6 separate regions of the Mus musculus genome follow, and regions 2, 3, 4, 5 and 6 are each linked to region 1. The links are chromatin contacts, called in public Hi-C and HiChIP or PLAC-seq maps. All regions are on one chromosome and are shown on one strand. The core of a region is the stretch at or near the end of the contact, and the rest is flanking DNA. Distances in the headings are between cores, read along the strand shown. Region 1 holds the start of AI197445 (expressed sequence AI197445). Region 2 has its middle 11 kb from the start of Gm41053. Region 3 overlaps Zswim6 (zinc finger SWIM-type containing 6). Region 4 overlaps Zswim6 (zinc finger SWIM-type containing 6). Region 5 overlaps Zswim6 (zinc finger SWIM-type containing 6). Region 6 overlaps Gm31452 (a long non-coding RNA gene).

The links. Hi-C and Micro-C count contacts between places; a contact is called where the count stands out from the background. HiChIP or PLAC-seq counts read pairs in DNA pulled down with a chosen protein or histone mark.
Region 2: a contact with region 1 is called in an H3K4me3 HiChIP or PLAC-seq map of embryonic basal ganglia, with 4 times the contacts expected there. The contact joins the enhancer-like site here to the promoter of AI197445 in region 1. A contact is called at or near these places in 6 of 484 Hi-C or Micro-C datasets (CD4 T cells, CD8 T cells, LSK cells and 2 more), 3 of 115 datasets of contacts at active chromatin or transcription factors (embryonic basal ganglia, embryonic forebrain and fibro-adipogenic progenitors) and 1 of 9 other capture datasets (embryonic stem cells).
Region 3: a contact with region 1 is called in a Hi-C map of uterus, with 4 times the contacts expected there. The contact joins the enhancer-like site here to the promoter of AI197445 in region 1. A contact is called at or near these places in 1 of 15 datasets of contacts at CTCF or cohesin (the NIH/3T3 cell line), 16 of 484 Hi-C or Micro-C datasets (the AML12 cell line, adipose-derived mesenchymal stem cells, bone marrow-derived macrophages and 8 more), 8 of 115 datasets of contacts at active chromatin or transcription factors (bone marrow-derived dendritic cells, bone marrow-derived macrophages, craniofacial prominence and 5 more) and 2 of 9 other capture datasets (adipose tissue and embryonic stem cells).
Region 4: an H3K4me3 HiChIP or PLAC-seq map of neural tube shows a contact between it and region 1, with 5 times the contacts expected there. The contact joins the enhancer-like site here to the promoter of AI197445 in region 1. A contact is called at or near these places in 1 of 15 datasets of contacts at CTCF or cohesin (the NIH/3T3 cell line), 2 of 484 Hi-C or Micro-C datasets (liver and muscle stem cells), 6 of 115 datasets of contacts at active chromatin or transcription factors (embryonic basal ganglia, embryonic forebrain, embryonic hindbrain and 3 more) and 1 of 9 other capture datasets (embryonic stem cells).
Region 5: a contact with region 1 is called in an H3K4me3 HiChIP or PLAC-seq map of embryonic basal ganglia, with 3 times the contacts expected there. The contact joins the enhancer-like site here to the promoter of AI197445 in region 1. A contact is called at or near these places in 1 of 15 datasets of contacts at CTCF or cohesin (stem cell-derived epiblast-like cells), 14 of 484 Hi-C or Micro-C datasets (cerebellar granule neurons, cerebral cortex, cochlea and 7 more), 7 of 115 datasets of contacts at active chromatin or transcription factors (astrocytes, bone marrow-derived macrophages, craniofacial prominence and 4 more) and 1 of 9 other capture datasets (adipose tissue).
Region 6: a contact with region 1 is called in an H3K4me3 HiChIP or PLAC-seq map of embryonic basal ganglia, with 3 times the contacts expected there. The contact joins the enhancer-like site here to the promoter of AI197445 in region 1. A contact is called at or near these places in 13 of 484 Hi-C or Micro-C datasets (cerebellum, cerebral cortex, cortical neurons and 6 more) and 3 of 115 datasets of contacts at active chromatin or transcription factors (embryonic basal ganglia, embryonic forebrain and forebrain).

Annotation. Positions count from the first base shown.
Region 1 is chr13:107,468,433-107,471,456 of GRCm38.p6, reverse strand. It overlaps AI197445 (expressed sequence AI197445), which reads right to left and starts at 1,635. Exons shown (of 3, transcript NR_045083.1): 1 at 1,531-1,635.
Region 2 is chr13:107,933,425-107,936,385 of GRCm38.p6, reverse strand. No RefSeq gene overlaps it. Among named protein-coding and RNA genes, the nearest start is that of Gm41053, 11 kb to the right of the region's middle. Within about 2 kb of position 1,410, at least 16 of the 459 cell types and tissues checked have an H3K27ac peak or open chromatin away from gene starts, as enhancers often do. A contact at or near this core is called in embryonic basal ganglia, where this site is marked.
Region 3 is chr13:107,741,941-107,745,339 of GRCm38.p6, reverse strand. Zswim6 (zinc finger SWIM-type containing 6) reads left to right here. Exons shown (of 18, transcript NM_145456.3): 10 at 1,203-1,379; 11 at 1,658-1,804. Among named protein-coding and RNA genes, the nearest start is that of Gm52061, 54 kb to the right of the region's middle. Within about 2 kb of position 1,304, at least 25 of the 459 cell types and tissues checked have an H3K27ac peak or open chromatin away from gene starts, as enhancers often do. A contact at or near this core is called in neural progenitor cells, neural tube, stem cell-derived neural progenitor cells and 1 more, where this site is marked.
Region 4 is chr13:107,797,392-107,800,776 of GRCm38.p6, reverse strand. The region is part of intron 5 of Zswim6 (zinc finger SWIM-type containing 6); the gene reads left to right. Among named protein-coding and RNA genes, the nearest start is that of Zswim6, 91 kb to the left of the region's middle. Within about 2 kb of position 1,381, at least 35 of the 459 cell types and tissues checked have an H3K27ac peak or open chromatin away from gene starts, as enhancers often do.
Region 5 is chr13:107,765,338-107,768,660 of GRCm38.p6, reverse strand. The region is part of intron 8 of Zswim6 (zinc finger SWIM-type containing 6); the gene reads left to right. Among named protein-coding and RNA genes, the nearest start is that of Gm52061, 78 kb to the right of the region's middle. Within about 2 kb of position 1,295, at least 30 of the 459 cell types and tissues checked have an H3K27ac peak or open chromatin away from gene starts, as enhancers often do. A contact at or near this core is called in cerebral cortex, cortical neurons, embryonic basal ganglia and 1 more, where this site is marked.
Region 6 is chr13:107,106,496-107,109,824 of GRCm38.p6, reverse strand. The region is part of intron 4 of Gm31452 (a long non-coding RNA gene); the gene reads right to left. Among named protein-coding and RNA genes, the nearest start is that of Gm41051, 13 kb to the left of the region's middle. Within about 2 kb of position 1,949, at least 4 of the 459 cell types and tissues checked have an H3K27ac peak or open chromatin away from gene starts, as enhancers often do. A contact at or near this core is called in embryonic basal ganglia, where this site is marked.

The DNA of each region.
Region 1 (3,024 bases), core at 386-2,885:
GCTTTAAGCATCTCCCAAGGATGCCAATCAAGTTGGCATTGTTCTGACAGAATCTCGGACTTCTGGCTTTTTCTGCTGTCCTGTACATTTTGGGTCCCTAGAGATGCTCTGACATTTCCAGCTCTGAGCAAGAAAGCGATGGGACCAGATCACCCGATTTCTGCCTGAACCTCAGACTCCCAGCCCGTTTGCACACGGCAGAGGCCCGTCTGCTACAGAAGAACCTCAAGGTCACTCACCAAGGCTTCATTGTATCTGTGCTTTACCTTTAAAAGGAACATCTTAACTCATCTCCTGTCCTTGGGTGCTTCATGGAATCCGTGCATGTTAATAGCCATTCCTGTCAAATGCCTGTCACCATTGCTGTGAGACTGTGTGTCACAGCGTTTGAGATGATGCAGCCAGATACTATCGACCAGCTCAGCATCTCTCTGAGAAACCCATGTTCAACTACATCCCTGTGGGTAATAAACAGGATGGATGCCCTCATCCCATGATAGAGCGTTATCTACAAATATATAACTCAAAAGAAATTACCACCAATATTCTTTTAATTGGAAATATCCTTCTTCCGCCTAAGCAGATACGTGCAAGCCCCTCTCTTACTGAAGCCATCCACAGCAGAGGAACATGTGTGTGAATGACAGCCTTTTAATCTTCCCCCGTAATCAGCTCCCCAAGCCCGAATGCTGAGTCTGTGAAACTGGCAAGGCCAGCCTGTTTCTCAGCTACCTCCTGCCGCAGGCTCCGGTGGGTCTGCCCTGCCCTTCTCCCTAACTTTAGCACTGGGACTCTTTAGAAAGCCAGAATATTTTTCACCCTGGGCTTGATCCTCCATTAAAACCAGCCGACCTAGAAAAATGAAGCTTAGGCGAGGCGGCTTTTCTGATCCCATTATCGATAAGCTCTTAGAGTTCATCAATGAAAATTAGAAGTTGTTAATCCTGTACATTTCCCCCCCCATCCCTTGATTTTTAATTACAGAAGAGAGAAGTAATGGATAACGTCTGGGGTTGCAGAGACACTGAAGCTGTCAAGAGAAAATTAAATTTACAGTCAGAGAGTTTTGTTTTCTCAAGTGTCCTTATAAAATTCGAAAGAGGCTCCTGGCATCACCAAGGCAATTCAACTGGTTTCCTAAACTGGCAGGATTTTCTTCGAAGAAGCCCTCCTTCCTTTGCCAAGAGAGTGTCTTAATGACAAGGACTGGACCTAAAGGGAACTCATTCAGAAGAAAACTGCATTAAAAGAACATTAAGGGCGATGTTTTAAAGTCTGATTTAAACTCATGAAAGCAAGGAGATTTATTGTTGAAGCCAAATCGCCGAGCTGACGCGCCCTGCCTGGTAATACATTCTGATTGGAGCACAGGGGATTGAATCTGTGCAGAGACATCGCTCACTGTGGCCTCAGCATTCCAGCTGCTGAGCCAGGAGATAGTGATGGGGAGCCGGGAGGGGGGCCACACAGGCTGGGGACAGCCACATTTCTAAAAGCAGATGGGCTAACATCCCATGGGGAACAACTCACCAGGGAAGTAGGAGAAGGGCGCTGCCAGCTGAGGTCAGCCTTGACATTAGTCGACAGCTCAGCAGCCTCGAAGCAGCTCCCAACACAAACAGTCATGGGTGGAGTGGGGGCTGGGAGGCCGGGTGGGGGGTGCGGGGAGGGGTTCCCTGGAGAATTGGAGGCTCAGCAGGAAGTTCCAGCCCATCTCCTCTGAATCCTAGCCAATCCTCCTCCACTCCCTGGCCCCACCCCACCCAGGGGGTGGGGCAGAATCTTCTCTTGGGCAGCTCCTTCTACATTCAAAGGGACCCGTGACAGAATGAACCCCAACCTCAACCTGCTGCTCTATTTTCCTTGGCAAGTTTCTACTTGTGCTGCAGACCTGGCTGCTAGCCAAAGGGCCAGCTGCTTGCCACCTTGCAAGTCAGGATCTGATTTCTAGATTAGCAGTGTTTGTGCCAATGTTGGAAAGGTACATTGAAGTCACCTGGAAAAAAATCAAAGAACACAGCCTTGAGCTCCTGCCCCCGCTTCCCTCCCAGTTCAAGGTCATGTGTCCCAATGATAGCTTCTATATTTCAGTTGGGGATGGCATTGCATTCTATTCCAAATAACAATGGTCTCCAGAGTAAGCCTTGGGGCTTTTTCCTCTTGACTTTCAAACTGATCCATCCCCCTTTGTGCCATTTTTAGTGTCCCAGTGCCTGTACAGATGTCTATTTCTTGGACTATCTGTTGCTTCCCCATGCATGGATATAGGGCTGTCTATTCAAGTGGTCACATTTGGATAGCCAAGAGATAGTAAAGATGTGCCAACAGGTCAGTCTGTGAAAACTAGAAGACCACAGAGTGTCACTTGAGCAGGGACCCAAAAGTGTGTGTGTTGTGTGTGTGTGTGTTGGGGGTGGTGGTGGTGGTGGTGGGTTGTTTTGTTTTCTGAGTTCGGTTGTTTGTTGATGACAGATTCTCATTCTAGCCTAGGATGCCCTGGAATTTATTCAGAAACCCAGACCAGTCTCAGTCTCTTCTACTTTCCATCTCTCGAGTGCTGGAATTACAGGCATGAGTTGCTACTCTTGGATCAAAAAGTCTTTGGTGAAAGTGAAGTCAGGTGTTTGAGACCAGGCAAGCCTCCTTCAGGAAACAGAATCAGGAACCGACCTGGAGGGCTCAGGTGACTAGGTGGGATGTGAGATCTTTCTGTTATATATTTATCTAGTAATGTGTATGTTGAGTGCTTCTCAACATCACAGAGCATGAAGCTGTGCAAACACATAGGTGGAGTAAATTCGGCAAGTAATGCCATCCATGAATGTTCACAGTAGAGACAGAAAGAGCTGTGGGGAGCGTTAGAAGGATGCTCCACGGCAAGTGGAGCTTGAAGGAAATAGAAACCGCTCAAAAGTAAGGAGTAAGAAGTGTGGAGGGCAGAGTCCATGAAGCTCAGAGTGGGAATTTAGCCTAGGGACCTGTGACAGTGGAAGAGAGACTGGCTGCACAGTGGAGACATGGTTA
Region 2 (2,961 bases), core at 161-2,660, 470 kb before region 1:
TCGCCTCTGGGAGACGACTTCTGTCTCTAGGCTTCGGCAGACTAGACACAAGTCTGTCTATCTGAAGAAAGGGGAAGATAGCAAATGTTTCCATGTGGGAGGAGGCCCATTGTCTTGCTACAGCTTTGGCTAGAAGTAGAATAGGATGGAAAAGACTCAAAACATGTGGCCATCCCACTTTCTACAGAAGAAAAGTTGGGTTCTGCCACAGTGGTGTGTCTTAGTGGTGTGTCAGCCATTCTCCTTCATGTATCAGAGCTGACTCTAGATTTAAACACGTCCAAACAGTTAAATGCCCAGAAACACATGCTAGCCTTACATATTTGGTACATTTGTAACTTTTGGGGTCTAGAATATCTGCTACAAAAACCCCATAACTTTTTAAAAAGCCATGAATGTATCAAGGTCTGGCTTCTTCTGTGGTCATCTTAATTGCAAAATTGACTATACAGCAAATCTAATCAACTGTGCATAATTCAATTCAGTCATCAACTGAAAATATCAAGACTTTTTCTTCGAATCCATGCGGCTGCCGATGTGCCAAGAAACATAACTCGGCGTCACGGTCTGCTACACATGGGCTGCGGTTAATTCCCAGCCGTGGTAGCTGGATTCGCCACATTAGGCTTCCAGGCAGGGTCAGCTTATTCTTCACGTTGTCAGCAGTTAACACCTACTGTATACAGGAGCTAGCTGTTACCCTCTCCGTCCATTTCCAATCTCACACCTAAGCTGCTTAATGCTATCCATATATAAAAACACTGCGTGCACAACACCGCTGTGGGTCCCAGCATGCTTTTTATTCTACTTGCTGGAATAGTCTCCCTTTGTGTGCGCACTGTTCAAAAGCCTATGTAAATGTCCCCTTTCTTCTGAATTTTTCTCTAATTTTCCCAGTCCTTCTTAGTGTTTAGTTCTAGATTCTTAAGCCTCATCCATCCATAGCAGCCACCTCTTTATTTTATTTATTTTTTTATTTGTAGTATTTTTTTATTTAGGCGTATGCATTTGCCTGTGTGAGTCTATGAGCATCACGTTTGTGCAGGTGCCCGCGGAGGTCAAAGGGCATCAGATTCCTTAGAACTGGAGGAAGAGGTGTTTGTTGCCTGATGTGGGTGCTGGGAGCCAAACTGGGATCCTCTGTTAGAGCAGGAAGCTTTCAAACACCGAGTCATCTCTGCAGCCCCGAACCTCTTTGTTATTAATATAAATGTTAGTGGGTTGCTTCCTGTCTTGCAGTCAGTAGCTCTTCCATCAGATCGCATGCTTTGGAATGGAACTGTAGTCGTGGCTTTTACCACGACTTTACGTTTTATGCATGTTGCACAAGCACAGCCATCTACGTGTGCTCCCACAGAGCAGGGATCAAGTGCAGTTCTGTTTTCTTTGCATGTCGAACATGACAGTCGCCACTTGTACTGTAGGAAAAGCTAGGGAGGGCAGAAACTTCTCAGTCCTTCTAGAGAAGAGGCCTCATTTCCTCTCCCCCTCCCTCCCCCAAACTGCACTGCAGGAAGGCAGGCTGAGCTGGGAGGACAGCGTCCCTGTTCTCCATCTCCTCCATTCCGTGTTCGGAGAATATGCTCAGATGTTCCAACATGGCTGCGTTCAGACAGAAGGATCTAAACTTGTACCACACTGAGGCCCGCATGCTTGGTCTCCTTGCCCTTCAGACAGCGGACAACTGAGCAGGGGCCACATTGGAATTCGTTATGACGAGCACTGTGCTGCCCTCCTAACTAACAGGAGGAAAATCGCTCCTTGGTAGAAAGGATCTGTCTGTAAAGATTCGAATTGCGGTGTTTCAAACTCCGCATCATCTGAATGTCACCGACTCAGCATTACTTGTATTGTCGCTGTTCGGCGACTCCATGGATTTTTACAGTTAAGAATTAAGACTTCTGTGGTGTTTGCTCACAACCGAGGAGGCTGGAGCTTGTAAGGCAAGCCCTATTAAGACTGGCTAATTTCCCTGAAGCCCCAGGACTGCAAATTAGGTTGCTGCCACCAGGGTTTCCACTTGACTCAACTGTTCTCCAGGCTTGCGCTCTCTCTCTCTCTCTCTCTCTCTCTCTCTCTCTGCCGAAGCAAAACATTTAGCACACAATGCTGTCAATACCTTCAAGTGAGATAATGAATGTTGAGCAGGCTCGGTAAGTGTCCCCCCCATGGCGCTGCAGGGAGCCAAAGGCCTGGCAGTGGAACTCAGACAGTTGCGGGTCTCAAGGACTCCAGGGGAGAGAATAACCCCAAGACCTTAGCGGTTCCTCTAGGTGTGTGTGTGTGTGTGTGTGTGTGTGTGTGTGTGTGTGTGTGTACCAGCTTGGGACCAAGACCACATTTTTGCACATGCTAGATAAGCCCTCTACAACTAGGACTTATCTCCAGCTGGGTTTCCTCTGGGCAGCAGGAGACAGTAGCTTTCGTGTGTAGAGAATGAGCAATCTCGAGTCACCTTGCCCACAAGTGGGGTGAACAGAGCCGAGGGAAGGAAGACCAGGGAAGGAGCCACGTCCTGGAAGAGCATAGCCAAGAATAAAACTGCAGGAGCAGCTCTGCTGAGAGCCACCAGACACACAGGCTAGAGGAGCGCAGGCTCTAACTGGCTGTGCCACTGCTGTCCTGATCCATGCGAACTCCTTTGAAGGCCTTCAGCATCACTAGCCCTGGGGCACATCTCTAGTTAAGAGAGCACACTTCAGAATAGCCTGCCTGCCACCACATGCCTGGAGCATACACATAGGAAGAACTAAAGAAACAAAGTCAGAAGTCTAGGATTGATGTTCCCATCACAAAGGCACAGGGGCTGGCTCATAAGAGCCACATATTCAGCAATGTCATATTTGGACCAGATACTGCTGGAATGCACCACAGAATAGGCAAACAAGAGGGAGCTGGCAGGATGAGTCAATGGGTAAAGACACTTGTCAAGGCTGAGGACCTGAGTTCAAATCCTATTCT
Region 3 (3,399 bases), core at 55-2,554, 270 kb before region 1:
GTGAGACTGCTACAAGTCATGGTGTCTCTGTTGCTGCTTAGTTCCCTCAGCAGGACAGAGCCGGGGGTAGATGAAGCCACCAGGCTGCTCTTCTCAGCACAGTTGTGCTCGCTGTTGGTGGTTTGCCTTCTGTCTGCTCAGACAGAAGTCCAATGACAGGAAGATAAAGCCTTTCCTCATTTTGCTGCTTCTTTGGTTGAGTCTCCGAGAGCAGTGAAGGGGACTGTCCTTGAGCACTATTAGGTATATGTAAATGAATTGTTCATTGCCCCACGGTTCAGCTGAAAGTTAGTTTAGAGTTGGGGCCCAAGGGGCGGGAGTTCCTGTAGTAGTCTCTTTAGGAATTGAACAACCCAAGGAGCCGAGGTGAGAATATCCTTTATTCCCCAAACATTTCTTTTCTTCGTCAGGTCCTGAACCTTGAACCCCCTTCGGACTGTATGCTTCTGCTCTCTTGTGATGCCCCGGCATACACTATGCTGGGGACATCACACCAGCCATGGAACCTGTCCAGGAGTCAGGAGACAGCCTATAGGGGCAAGGTAAGTGCGCTGGTTTGTTTTGTAGCTATGTTGTGTGGCTTTGTGAAATGTTAAACAGATGCATTTATGCCCTTTGGGATATAAAGTGGCATTTAACCATTATATCCCAAGAAGCATAATAGTTTTAATTGTGCAAAACCGCACAATATAGTTAAAAAATACAACCAAAAGCACAACCCTTACGCATAGTTTTAAGGCTGACTGCGTCTTCCTGAAAGGTTCCATGGCTGGTGTCGCATCTCTTGCATAGTGTTTGTGAGAGCTGTTGATCCCATCAGGGGCAGCCCAACACTACCTCAGAAGTGGGGAGCAGTGAGTTTTCATGGGATTTTTTTTTTTTAAAAGACAAGTGCCTCTTTAGCGTATCTTCGACATGGAGACTAGACATGACAATTCTTTTTGCAGGATGCCTTTAACAATAGCTTTAATGGCTGCAGAATGTTTGTGTTTGATACAACAAGTAAATGTCTGGAAACTCTTTAGGCTAACTGCCATCGAGCATTTAGGATGTGAGACTATCCATTCACCCTGCGCCCTTCTGCTTAGTGGGTGCAGGGCAGTGTGTGTGGGTTCATGAACATCTGGCCGCAGAGTGGTATGACTGATTTATTCACATGTGAATAATAGCTGACACGGCTTTCTGAATTGTGGAAAAAACAGATTCATCGAACAGGCCTCATCGGACAGTGTTCACGAGAGCCATCGAGGCATGTGATCTCCACTGGCAGGATAGCCACTTGCAGCACATTATCAGCAGTGACCTGTACACCAACTACTGTTACCATGACGACACTGAAAACTCCCTCTTTGACTCCCGGGGGTGGCCCCTCTGGCATGGTAAGTGGCCAAACCGGAAAGACTTTTCCATGACTTACTCCTTTGTTTAGTTTCTATAGCATTATTGGAGTGGGAGGTAGAGGAGCGAGGTATTCAATGGGCAACGCATGAATGCTTGGCACAGGGGGCTGAAATTTCCATTCAGATCCAAGTTCAGAAATGGTTTCTTATATCTTCTTCTATGGCTCTTGGGGAGGAACATCTTACTGTAGTAGCCCGCTTTTATGGATGGATCTAACAGCGGCCACTTTGCCCCCTTACTGGGTTTCTGTTTGTAGAACACGTCCCTACAGCCTGTGCAAGAGTGGATGCGTTGCGTTCTCACGGGTACCCCAGAGAAGCACTGAGACTAGCAATAGCTATTGTGAACACATTACGACGACAACAGCAGAAACAGTTGGAAATGTTCCGGACTCAAAAAAAAGGTGATTATGAAAGAGATTGTCTATTGGAATGGGATTCCTGGTGTGGATGGAACTTGGTTTCACGTTCTGCTGGAAGAGATGGAGTTTTGAAAGTACAGCCATGGAAATGGCCTTTATTCACCATTCCTAAAAGTGTTTGACAATGCACTCATGTGGAACACAGCCATACGTGCAATCAGACACCCATACACATAAGCTAAAGATGAATGAATTTTTTTTTTAATTTGATAACATATCTGTAAAAATAAAATCCAAGTTGTTTTGGTTGAATGTTGAAAAAAAACAAATTCCTACCTAATTATGGAGATTTTTATTTTTTGAACAGCTGATGATCTGTCTGGATCATCTAAAATGGAAGCTGGATACCTTCCTGGTGTTCTAATGTAAACACTAAGGACTTCACAGTGGCTGCCCATCCTTAAATCCCAGCAGCTCGTCTCGGGTGGGCGCCCTCAGCTGATGGCTACTGTCTCAGTTTCTGAGGTCCCTCTTCTGCACAGCCGGTCTCAACAGAGGGGCTGTCTCTAAGAGCTGCTGAGATGGACCCACTAATCCCTAGAAAGTCTGAAACAAGGCCTGGCACTCTATACTTTTATAGCCATAATAGTCTGTGTTGGAGGACTTGTTATCTATTCAAAGTGATCAGAGCAGAACCCCTGCTTGCTGAGGTAGCGGTTCGGTTGGTTTTTCAAGGTCTACAAATGACTTTTGATGAGTGAGCAACCGACAGGACACCTGACCTTGTCTTTATCTCAGTTTGTTAGTTTTCTCATTTTGGATAAATACTGTAGTAGTAACAACAAGTCTGTTACTGGTTCTCAGCTGCTGATTGGACAGTGTCTCAGTTAGGGTTTTGCTGCTGTGAACAGACACCATGGCCAAGGCAAGTCTTATAAAAACAACATTTAATTGGGGCTGGCTTACAGGTTCAGAGGTTCAGTCCATTATCATCAAGGTGGGAGCATGGCAGCATCCAGGCAGGCATGGTGCAGAAGGAGCTGAGAGTTCTACGTCTTCATCCAAAGGCTGCTAGTGGAAGACTGACTCCTAGGCAACTAGGGTGAGGATCTTAAGCTCACACGCACAGAGGCAAACCTACTCCAACCAGGTCACAGCTCCAAATGGCCCAAGAATATAGAAACCATCGCAGATAGTGTGAGAGATGTACCTGCCTTTCCTGGTTGCACACTGGTTCCTTCCGTAAGCACACATTCCTGGGATGGCTTGCTTTACTGTAATTTTTTTTTTTAATAATTATGAGCAGTTTTAGTTACTGTTGGCTTTTGTTGTTAGTTGTGTTTTTAATCCTTTCATACTTACATATACTCACCTTAAATACAAATAAATAATGAAAAGTTGCTGGAATAAGCTGGAGGGTAGAAGTGCTGGCTGTGACTTTCAGTTTCCTTTATGATGAAACCAGTAGGAGTGTGGACCAGCACTGTCACTCACAGTGCACATCATTCCAGAGTTACAGTCCGGGCCACAGGAAGGGCAGCCCAGATGGGGCTGGATGTCAGTGGCCTTGATCTGGAATGACTCTGCTCAGCCTCCCTAAATGTATTGCAGGCCCTGTAGAAAGCTTTTCTGAAACC
Region 4 (3,385 bases), core at 132-2,631, 330 kb before region 1:
TTCTCAACTCAGCAGCAATGAGCATCATTGGGTGTGGATCAGAGAGACTCACGATGTGTGGGCCTGGTCATCTACGTTGTTATCATTAGTTCTCCACATGATTCACATGCACTCCAGTTGAGGACCACCAGTCTGTGTATTTTACATGCCAAGAATGTTCTTCTGTTCTTTTCGTCTTGTAGGCTCTTCTAACCTAGTATCTTTTCTGAGGAGGTCCTCTGTGATGTGGCTGTCACAGACCTCTGCTGTGTTCAAGGTTCCAGTTTAATTTGGAGTATAAGAAAGGGCTGGAATCTTAAAATAGCCTTCAGTTCATTTAAATGTGGGGAGACCAACACATTTAGTTATTGGTAACTTAATGATGTGGGGCAGGCATTGCTTGGAAGACCCCAGTAAGTTCTTTTATGTGATACTTTGTCCAATGCCTAACCTGTTCTGAGAGCTGTATCACACACATCCTTGGACATTTAGAAATGAAACTGTGACACCATTTCCAAGAGTGCTAACCCTTGGTAATGTTTATGTACAAAGGATCTGCATCTGTTAGTCTCCTCTCCACTCTGAACACCGTTCGTTGGTGCAGAAAAGCTGTATTTGTGGAGGCTTACGGAAACTCCTCTTTAAATCCTTAAAGGGCCTGCTTCATCTAAGCAGTGGCTCTCAGCCTTCCTGGTGCTGTGACCCGTTAAGTAGTTTCTCATGTACTGGTGTGCCCTCAACCATAAAATTATTTTTGTTGCTATTTCTTAACTAATTCTGCTACTGTTCGGAACCGTAAAGTAAATGCAGGGTATCTGATATTTGACCCCTGTGAAAAGGTCATTGGATCCCCAAAGGGGTCGTGAGCCACAGGCTGAGAACCTTTGGTCTAAAGTATGCTAATCCACTGGCTCTCAGCACCTCCGTTTCTTTTCAAATAGCTCATCTCAAAAGGAATCGTACACGTGCATTTTATGCTGATTATGAAACTGATAAATAGGATTAGAGCCTGGGTTAGATCCAAACCATAGAGCCTCGTGCGGAGGTTGAAGGTAGGCCAGAACTTTGGGAAAGGGAATTTGGCTTGCATCCTCTGTTCTCCCTTTGAGACCACATTCTCCCTTAACTCTTGGCTTGCTAAGTAGAACTGACTCCAGGGTTTCCCCTCTCCCCTCTCCCGCTGGCGCTGAAGGAAACAGTCAAACATTTCTGAGGGCTGTAATGAAAACCGGAAACAAACAGGTTAGGGTCTTCTGTGACCTCCTTGGTGAGCCTCTGGGTCCTGGGAGAAGACAAAGGTGTGAAGATGTGCTGAGACTTGTTGTTTGGGCAACAAAGGCACTAATAAACCCATCTGCACTTCAGAAGTTGGAGATCCAGGAGCAGGGCCTGCGTGAGGCCTAGAGACTGGGGTGATGAAGGGCGTGCAGGGCTGTGAAGCCTCTGTAGGTGGTGCTGGGACTTGGAGGCAGAGGGCAAGAGGTTAGAAGCGCTTTGCTTGTATTAGGAAAGTTTGCCTCAGAGGAAAGATCACATTTATGTTGCTAAGCACCTTGCAGTGTAGGAAGTCTGACTCCCGATTTGTTTATTAGAGCCCCCTCCCTCCCGGCTGCCCAGCTCTTGGTGTCCCTCAGATACCCCTGAAAAAGTACTCGATAGAGGCAGCCTCTGTGCTTCGGGGTCAGGCTAGCACAGGCTGATGCCGTTTCGTAGTTTTGTCTTGTCTCTGCACCTCTCTGATTAAACTCCTGCCTCCTCTTTGTGCCAAATATAGCCAAGTTGGTGTGTTTCTTCTCTGAAGAAAGAGTTTTAAGTAACTAATGCCAGACCTGGCTAACATATAGGTGTTCTGATTGACTGGATCTTTGTATGAAATCATGTAAGAATTCACATTAATGAGGAAACAAAACCAATAATGCACAGAGCACTGCTGGAACTCTTGGTTAGGGCAGTCTAGGGCATGCTCTTTAAGTTTTTATGTGGTCTATATGATGTGCTGTGTCTTACAGTCTGGCCTTTGCATTAATTTGCCATTGTCTTTCTCAGATATTAATGAAGTGTACGAGTGAGTCTTGTTTCAAACAGCCATTCTTAAGTTGGACTAAAATAAAGCTTTTCCTTTAAAAAAATAATTTTTCAAAAAGATGGAAAGTACTTGATTAGCAATTACCAGCAAGGTCTCCTAATGTCTTTCTATAAGCTGTTTAAGCTTAGTATTAGAAATTAGGGCTAGAGGATTTAATTAGGCAGCTCACAGGATGCAGTCTCTTTAATTTGGGATTTCCCTTTGAGAAAATTATGTGGTTAAAGAAGGAATATGATATTTCAGATAAGTTGGCTTTAAAATTGCATTTATTGCCTTCATCTTGGGCCCCATAGTCTCTGTAGTGCTGATCTGGAGACTGTGTGATCGGAATGAAAACAATTTGGTTTCAGTCTGAGCGGTGCAGTGCGGGCTACTGGACTGTGTGCAATAGTTTTGCGTGGGAAAGGTTTCCTGTTAGATTTGGTGATTAAGGATTGCCTCATCTATTTTACCAGTTATGAATCAATACTGGTTCTGACACATTTAGCCTGACTAGTGTGCCGAGTAACAAACAGGTACACTGTTATGAGACCGCTTCACACCAACACTCGTGTGTTTAGACCTAGGTTTTAAGAAGACAGAAAAAAACCCTCTCCCAACCCTGGCCACCCTTTCAGCCATAACATTGCATTGCCTTGCTTCCTGCCTTTAATTTCCCTGGGGGTATTTTTTTTTTGTTTTTTTGGTATTTTGTTTTTTGTTTTTTGTTTTTTTCTTTTAGGAAAAGGGTGAAAGATGTATTTGTGTAAGTACTACACCCTGGCTTCTGTTCAATTCTCTAACAAAGAATATGTTCCTTGAGCACCTCATGCACGGGGCTCATATTTTTTGTAAAAGAATGTGCCATGAAAGGAATGCTTTCAGGCCTGTGTGTTGATTTCATGTCTGCCAGTTTATTCTAGCTTAGAAAATTTCTAATGCTTCAAGTTCATAACCATTTTTTAGCTGAGAAGGTATACTCAGATGCTCAAAAGGGCCAGCCTTTAGAGCTTACTGGTGTGTTTGAAAACAGCTGTCCTTTTGTGATATTACAGCTCTCTGTCCCTTATAAAACCTAACTTAATACTTATCCTCACACACGAAAACAGTCTTTTTTTCAAAATATAAAGCTCATTTTTTGTCAGTGAAGAATAAAGTTTTCTCAAAGACATAACGTAGCTGACTTCACTGTGTTCATGTGAAAATCTTGCTGCTTCTGTTTCTCTGCTGAGTGTACTGTTGGTCTGTCACTTTAAGGTCCTAGTACTGGGGCTGGAGAGATGGCTCAGTAAGAGCACTTATTGCTCTGCCACAGGATTTGGGCTCAGGTCCTGGGGCATC
Region 5 (3,323 bases), core at 46-2,545, 300 kb before region 1:
ATACTCTGGTGGGTTTGTTTCTATACAAGTAGGTCTGCTACTTGCCAAATATTAAAGTGTATCTGTGAATGTTTTTCTCCAGTGTTTCTTAAAAATAGCGTATTGTGTCCCGTACTTTACTTGATCTCCTGAAAATCTGATAGTAGCTGCCCCCACCCCAGTCAAATGTAAGTCGATCTGTGAACAGTAAGCAGCTTCCATGTGTTGCCTGGAGGTTTGAGGCACAGTGTGGAATTGAAGAAGAAAGGGTAATACGTGGTTTAAGTAAACAAAGTGAATGATTTAGCTTTCCAAATGAGGCCTTTTTAGCTTGTGACTCTGTTGTACATGTTGGATTCACTCGTTGGTTCATAAAGGTGAAAAAGGACTAGCATTGAAAACCAATAACGAAGGGGATCGTGTAGGGAAAATACTGGATTACTATGAAGTGTATAAAATTTTAAGCTGTGGTACTCAGAAATATGAAAGCATAAATAACTGGTTAGGAAAACAAGTGCCACTTGAATATTTTCAAAGTGCCAAGAAAAGAGAAAAAAAAAAAGAAAAAAGAAAGAAAGAATACAAATGATAATGTAGAGTGAAGTTTGCATGATTCACATTTAATCTGTAGTCACATCTCACCTTTCCATGCTGGCTTTGGAAAATGTATGCCGAGACCATCAGTCAGCAGTAGGACTTCTCACTGGGCCGAAGTTTTTGGCAGCTGATACATATTCCCAAGACAGGACTGCTCTACAGAGACCCAGGCTTTACTCAAGATGTTTGATTGCAGACAAGGATCAAGAACACAACTACAAACACACACACACATACTCACACAAAAACCCACACGCGCGCTCTCTCACCTCCTCCCTCCCCCAAGCCCCTCCCTGAAATCATTGGTAGACTAGTGAACTCTGCCTGTGTACTCTGATGCCAAGTGGAGGTCACAGGCCGTTGTTGTGGGATCTAAAGTTTGTGAGGAATCCCCCACAGAAGTCATAGTAGCGATCACATCCTAGTATCTGTTCACCAAAAAATTAACTCAAAGTTCCTTCTAGACTCCAAAAGGAAAGGCTTTTGCTTCTTAATAAAATGGGGGAATTTGACTTTGTGCCCCTACACAGGGCTCACATTGCTTCAAGGCGCTGCTTTGGAATTAAATGCTGAGCACTGCCAGATGCCAGACATTGAAGAGAGGCTGAGTTTTGTCGGCAAATGGGATCTGCAAGTTAATTGGTGTTTTCTGCAGGCTTCTGGCTGTGAAATGAAATTGGAAGCCCTTTAGCCACATGGATAATACAGGACCTGAATACAAATGTCACATGTCACCATCAGGACCCACTGTGAGACAATAGTGTTCCCACTCCAACATTGCACCATTACAGATCATTTAAATATGGGGATTACATTTAAACTAAAAGCCCCATTTGCCTTTTACTGCAATTTAAATGTCCTCTTAGCAAAAGCTAAGTGACAAATTAAATGGAAAAAGTGCCCACATTTTTAAAGCTGTAATGCAAAACAACCTTTTATTGCTTCTCATGTGCCACGGATGAATCATTACACTTGTCAACCCTAAACCAAGCCGTAATTGGAGTAGCTCCTGCTATCAACGTGGGGCCGCTCCCTCCGTGACAGCTTAATAAAGCCGAAACTGTTAAATTAAATCTCAGATGCTTAACTCCTTAGCACCAGTGGATTCGATGGGTCCATGTCTGGCAGTGGCCAATGCACCAAGAAAGGAAAAAAAAAAAGATTCCTGGCACGAGAGCTTCCGTGGGCTAAGAGTGAACCGGCACCCTAGCCAAGTAGCTCTGCTTCTTGGCAAAGGACTTGGAGCCATCAGGTTGTCAGCCAGGAGATGACAGAATCTTTTTCAGAGGACCAGATAGCCCCCTTCCCAAGATTCGTAACTTTCTGCTTAGATGTGATTTATGAAGTTTCACACTGTTGATGCTTCAGAAGTAGTTGAAAGTAACACATTCATTTTTTTAAACTTTTCCTTTTCATATAAATATGCAAAGTTGGTTGCAGTAGCCCATTTCTTCCCCCGTTCTCCAGCTCCCAGAGAGGCTCCTTGTTCCTAGGATTTCCTGTGCCTGTGATACTCATTCTGTCTGGGTAATCTTTGTGACTCTCTCCCTGATGCTCATACTGTGGGACAGAATAGATACAGATGCACTCTGTTACGACCTTCTGTTACACCTCATTTGCACATGCATTTATCTTGGGCATGAATCAGTCTCTCAAATATTAATATTACTCTCTGTGTGTGATGCTCATTTTCCAAAACACACAACAGTATTCTGAAGATGAGCAACTTTGCATCCTCAGCAGCTGTCGGGGAAAGAAAGGACTGCAATCTTAAGACAGAGAAGAAAGCCCTTGGTGCTGGTGGAACGGCTGCAGGTTTGATAAGGGCCTTGCCTTTGGCAGTCTATGGAAGATGTACGTCTGCACTTACAGGCTTCATTAGTGACACAGGTAGTCTCTGGAAAGCAGATCTTAGAAATAACTTGTGGCTTGAAAGAGCAGCCCCGTGCTGACTTGTGGCAGGCACACCTAACATTAACCCTAAGAGCTGCCTGTTCCCTGGACTTAATTACCATGCCAGTCTTTAGGGTGTGAAGGGGAATAGTGTACCTCTCATAGGCTTCAGTGGGTCTCTTTCTGTAAATGTTTTATAAGACTATAATTTTACTTTGCATCATAAAGCTATAGATTGTGGCGACCAGTCTATTAACACCTAATTAAAATGGATGTCATTTAGAGGAAACAGTTAAATGCAGTTTAATTACAGTTTTGTCACGGGGAGAATTCTTAGTTTCATTGTCAAGTGTTGTGTAAGACCTTTGCCCACATTTGTTAGCTTTCTCTGGAGGAAAACCATTAGCTTTGCAGTCTTGGGACTTGGAGCCTTCTCATAGGGAGAAGATGGGTGGCAAGGGCAGAACCAACCCATCCCAAGCTTGTTCAGGTATTGCCGAGAGCAAGGTGGTGATAGCCCTTGGCACCCCTTCCACATCTTCTCTTCTGGGGATCCATTTCTTTGTGAGCACAAATAGGCAGAGTTAAGTGTTTCTTTCTCATTCTAATTCCATTTGAAGAATAAGGCAACCGCTACCTTGTTCCAGAGTCAGGTGTGAGACCAAGTGGTAGTTACCTATACCTGGGACACTTGGAGTCAGGGTAAACCTACAGTCACCAGTAGAAAACTCAACCCACCAATTGCAGCCGTATTTATGGAAAAACAGTAAAAAACTGACCTGCTTCCTCGACCCAAATGTTCTCTCATTTGCATCCCAGACACAAAAAACAGTTCATCTGCACCTACCTTGTTA
Region 6 (3,329 bases), core at 700-3,199, 360 kb after region 1:
GCTGCTTCCCAGATGCATTGCTATTATGCTCTTTCACGGTCCTCACAAAGGTGAAGAAAAACTTCCTCTGAATATAGCGTGATACTGAGATGTGACCCCTGGAATCTGAACCTGCTGGTTTGTATGTGATTGAATTTTCAATGAGACTACCCCCATGGGCATTCATAGTCTCAACACCACAAGAAGAGAGATGATAAAGAGACTCAAAGGAAACCCAGCAGCCCTCAGGTTGCAAGGCAGCCAGTTCCGAAAGAGTCCCTGAGCCGAGGCAGACTTGCGGGTAATCTACAAGAAGATCTCATTCTCATGTGAAGCCAGTGTTCAGAATAGACGGCGGGCCACCAAAACCCCACCAAACCAGTATGGGGAGCTCTCCCAGCTCCCAGGGACCTCCACTGCTTCGCGTGAGGACGTCCTTGTTAGTGATTTAGTGCTGTGTGCTAACTTATTCCCAAGTTTAGCATTGTAAACAGTGGTAAACATTTCTCATTCTCAGAGCCTCTGGGCCAAGTGGTCTCTGCTCTGAATATCTCGTGAGGTTGCCATGAAGTTGGGAACCGTGTATAGTCATCTGAAGTCTTAACTGGGGCTAGAGGGTCTGCTTCTCAACCCATCCCCCACCAAAGCTAAGCAGCAGTGGTTTGCATGACCTTTAAGGAAGACTAACATGTAGCTACTGACCACACTGATCAGAAGCCAGTACCTAAATTCAACCCACACTCAAGGTGGGGGAAAGGGGGGGAGAATTGGCTCACTTTTTAGAGGAAAGAGTATTAAGTTACGGGGAGAAAAGGACACACACTTTTCATATACATACATACATATATATATGTATATATATATATGTATATGTGTATATGTATATATATATATATATATATATATATATATATATATATATATATATATATGGCTTGTTTTACCTTACATACTGTCCTCATGGTTCCAATTTGTAGTGTGAGGCATGATTGTTCAATGGTATCCTGACGAATGTGTGTGCCACATTTTGATTATGCATTCTCCTGTTGATGGGTATTTGGGTTGCTTCCACCTCTTGGCTGTTGTGACTAGCACTGTATGAACACGGATATAGAAGCCTTTCTCTGTAACGCTGCTTTTGATTGCTCTGGATCTACGCCCACCCACGGCATTGACAGCTCAGGTGGAACCTCCACTGTTTTCTATGACTGTACCATTTTCAATTCCTATCCATGGGGCCCAAATGGTTCAATTTCTCACATCTCTGCCAACCCTTGTTTTGTTCTGTTTTCTGGTTTTTGAACAGCAGCTGCCCTAATGGATGTGATATAATATCTCATTGCAACCTTGATTTGCATTTCTCCAGGGATTAATGGCGTTCAGCATCTTTTCATGATCATCAGCCACCCACATGTCACTGTCAAATGTCCACTCAAGTCCCTTGTCTGTTTTTTTAAATCTGATTGTCTTTGCTGGTGGCATTGAGCTATCTTGTCAGAACATCTATCCAACAAGCTGTTGTGACAACAGAGGAAAATCATGCATACAAGGCACATAATCTTCCACGGAGCGGAGCGTTCACTCTATGGTTTCGCTGTCTCGGGATCCTGTGTTAAATGATGCTATGCTAATACTGCAGGGGAGGCTGCTTTAAAACTGTGTTATGCAAATATGAGCTCAGACTAAAAGTCCATGCACAAAAATGTTTTAATATTTTTCCCAGGGTTTCCACACTTAAATATATAAATCCTTTCCTCTTCAGACTGCATTCTGTGTCTCAGCTATAATCCACCTTTTCTCATTTTATTTCAAGTTCTATCTCAAAAAAAAAAAAAAAGGCAGCCAAAATGAATGAGAACAGAGGTAGAAACAATAGTTAATTTTGCTAAGGCAAAGTCAGAATAGGACCCATTTAAAACGAACACAGTGAGGAGGAAAGCTGCAATGAATTGCGCTGCTGAAAACTCCGTGGAGAGCCAGACTTTCTGCTCCTTCCGAGAATATGAGTGATGCTGAAAGATTAATAACGTTTGGATAACATTAATTACAGTGATGCTATAAACGCTGGTGTTCCGGTTGCCATAACAACCCACTATATGTTGGTTTCCTAATGACATTTCCAACAAGTACTGAGGCGAACAGCCTCACTTCAAGAACTCAGACTGCTGTCACTCAGCCTTTCCAAAATTGAATTGTTTTGTTCTTAAAGAGGCAGAAATATGTCACCATCTTCGAAAATATTCTCAAAATTGCAGGGAGGAGATGATACACATTCCTATATGATTAGAGAGTACTCGGGGAAAGGAAATATATTTTGTTTTTAATATAAAATGAACACATTAAAGAGAATTTTTAAAAAGAGAGAAGAAAAGGGGGGAATTTGGGCTTTGTACTTTTAGTAGACTTTTTTCTTCGGGAGTTATTTAACAATAAAACCCATTCTAGAAGTGTGTGCTCTTATTGGTGTCTTAGTTAGGGTTTCATTGCTGTGAAGAGACACCATGACCAAGACAACTCTTATAAGGACAACATTTAATTGGGGCTGGCTTACAGGTTCTGAGGTTCAGTGTATTATCAAGGCAGGAGCATGGCAGCATCCAGGCAGGCATGGTGCAGGAGGAGCTGAGAGTTCTACAGTTTCATCTGGAGGCCTCTAGGAGAAGATTGACTTCCAGGCAGCTAGGGTGACGGTCTTAAAGTCCACCCCTACAGTGACACACTTCCTCCAAAAGACCATACCTACTCCAACAAGGCCATACCTCTTAATAGTGCCACTCCCTGGGTCAAGCATATACAAACCATCACAACTAGTCATTTTATCTTCTCTCCATTCTCTCTTCCCTTTCTCCTTTCTTCTTTCTCCCTTTGAATGGACTCTTGGAAGCCTTGCCCAATCTATACCCACCCTTTAGGCATTGCCCAGCAGCTATAAGGAAAGAGCACTGTCCACTGGCTTTTTTAGATTAGATTTTAATGTTTCTAGAATACGTTAGGTACATAATATCGCTGTCAGAAAGCATAGCATGATTCTAACAATTGTATTTCTAAATTCCTGCTCAGCCCGCAGACTACTCTGCTCCTGCCATCTACTGACTCCCTTCCCCACCGATGAACATGAATCCCTGGTCGAGTCAGAAGGGGCCACCATTACTATCTCATCCACAGCAAGTGAGCTGCATCCGAAGTGTCTCTCATCCCCTCTCCCTCTCTCCCTGTATCTCTGCCTGTCTCTGTCTCCCTGTCTCCCACACCCCACCTCTCTGTGTGTGTGTTTGTGTGTGTGTGTGTGTCTGTCTGTCTGTCTGTCTGTCTGTCTGTCTGTCTGTGTGTTCCTCTCCACTAAAGCAAAA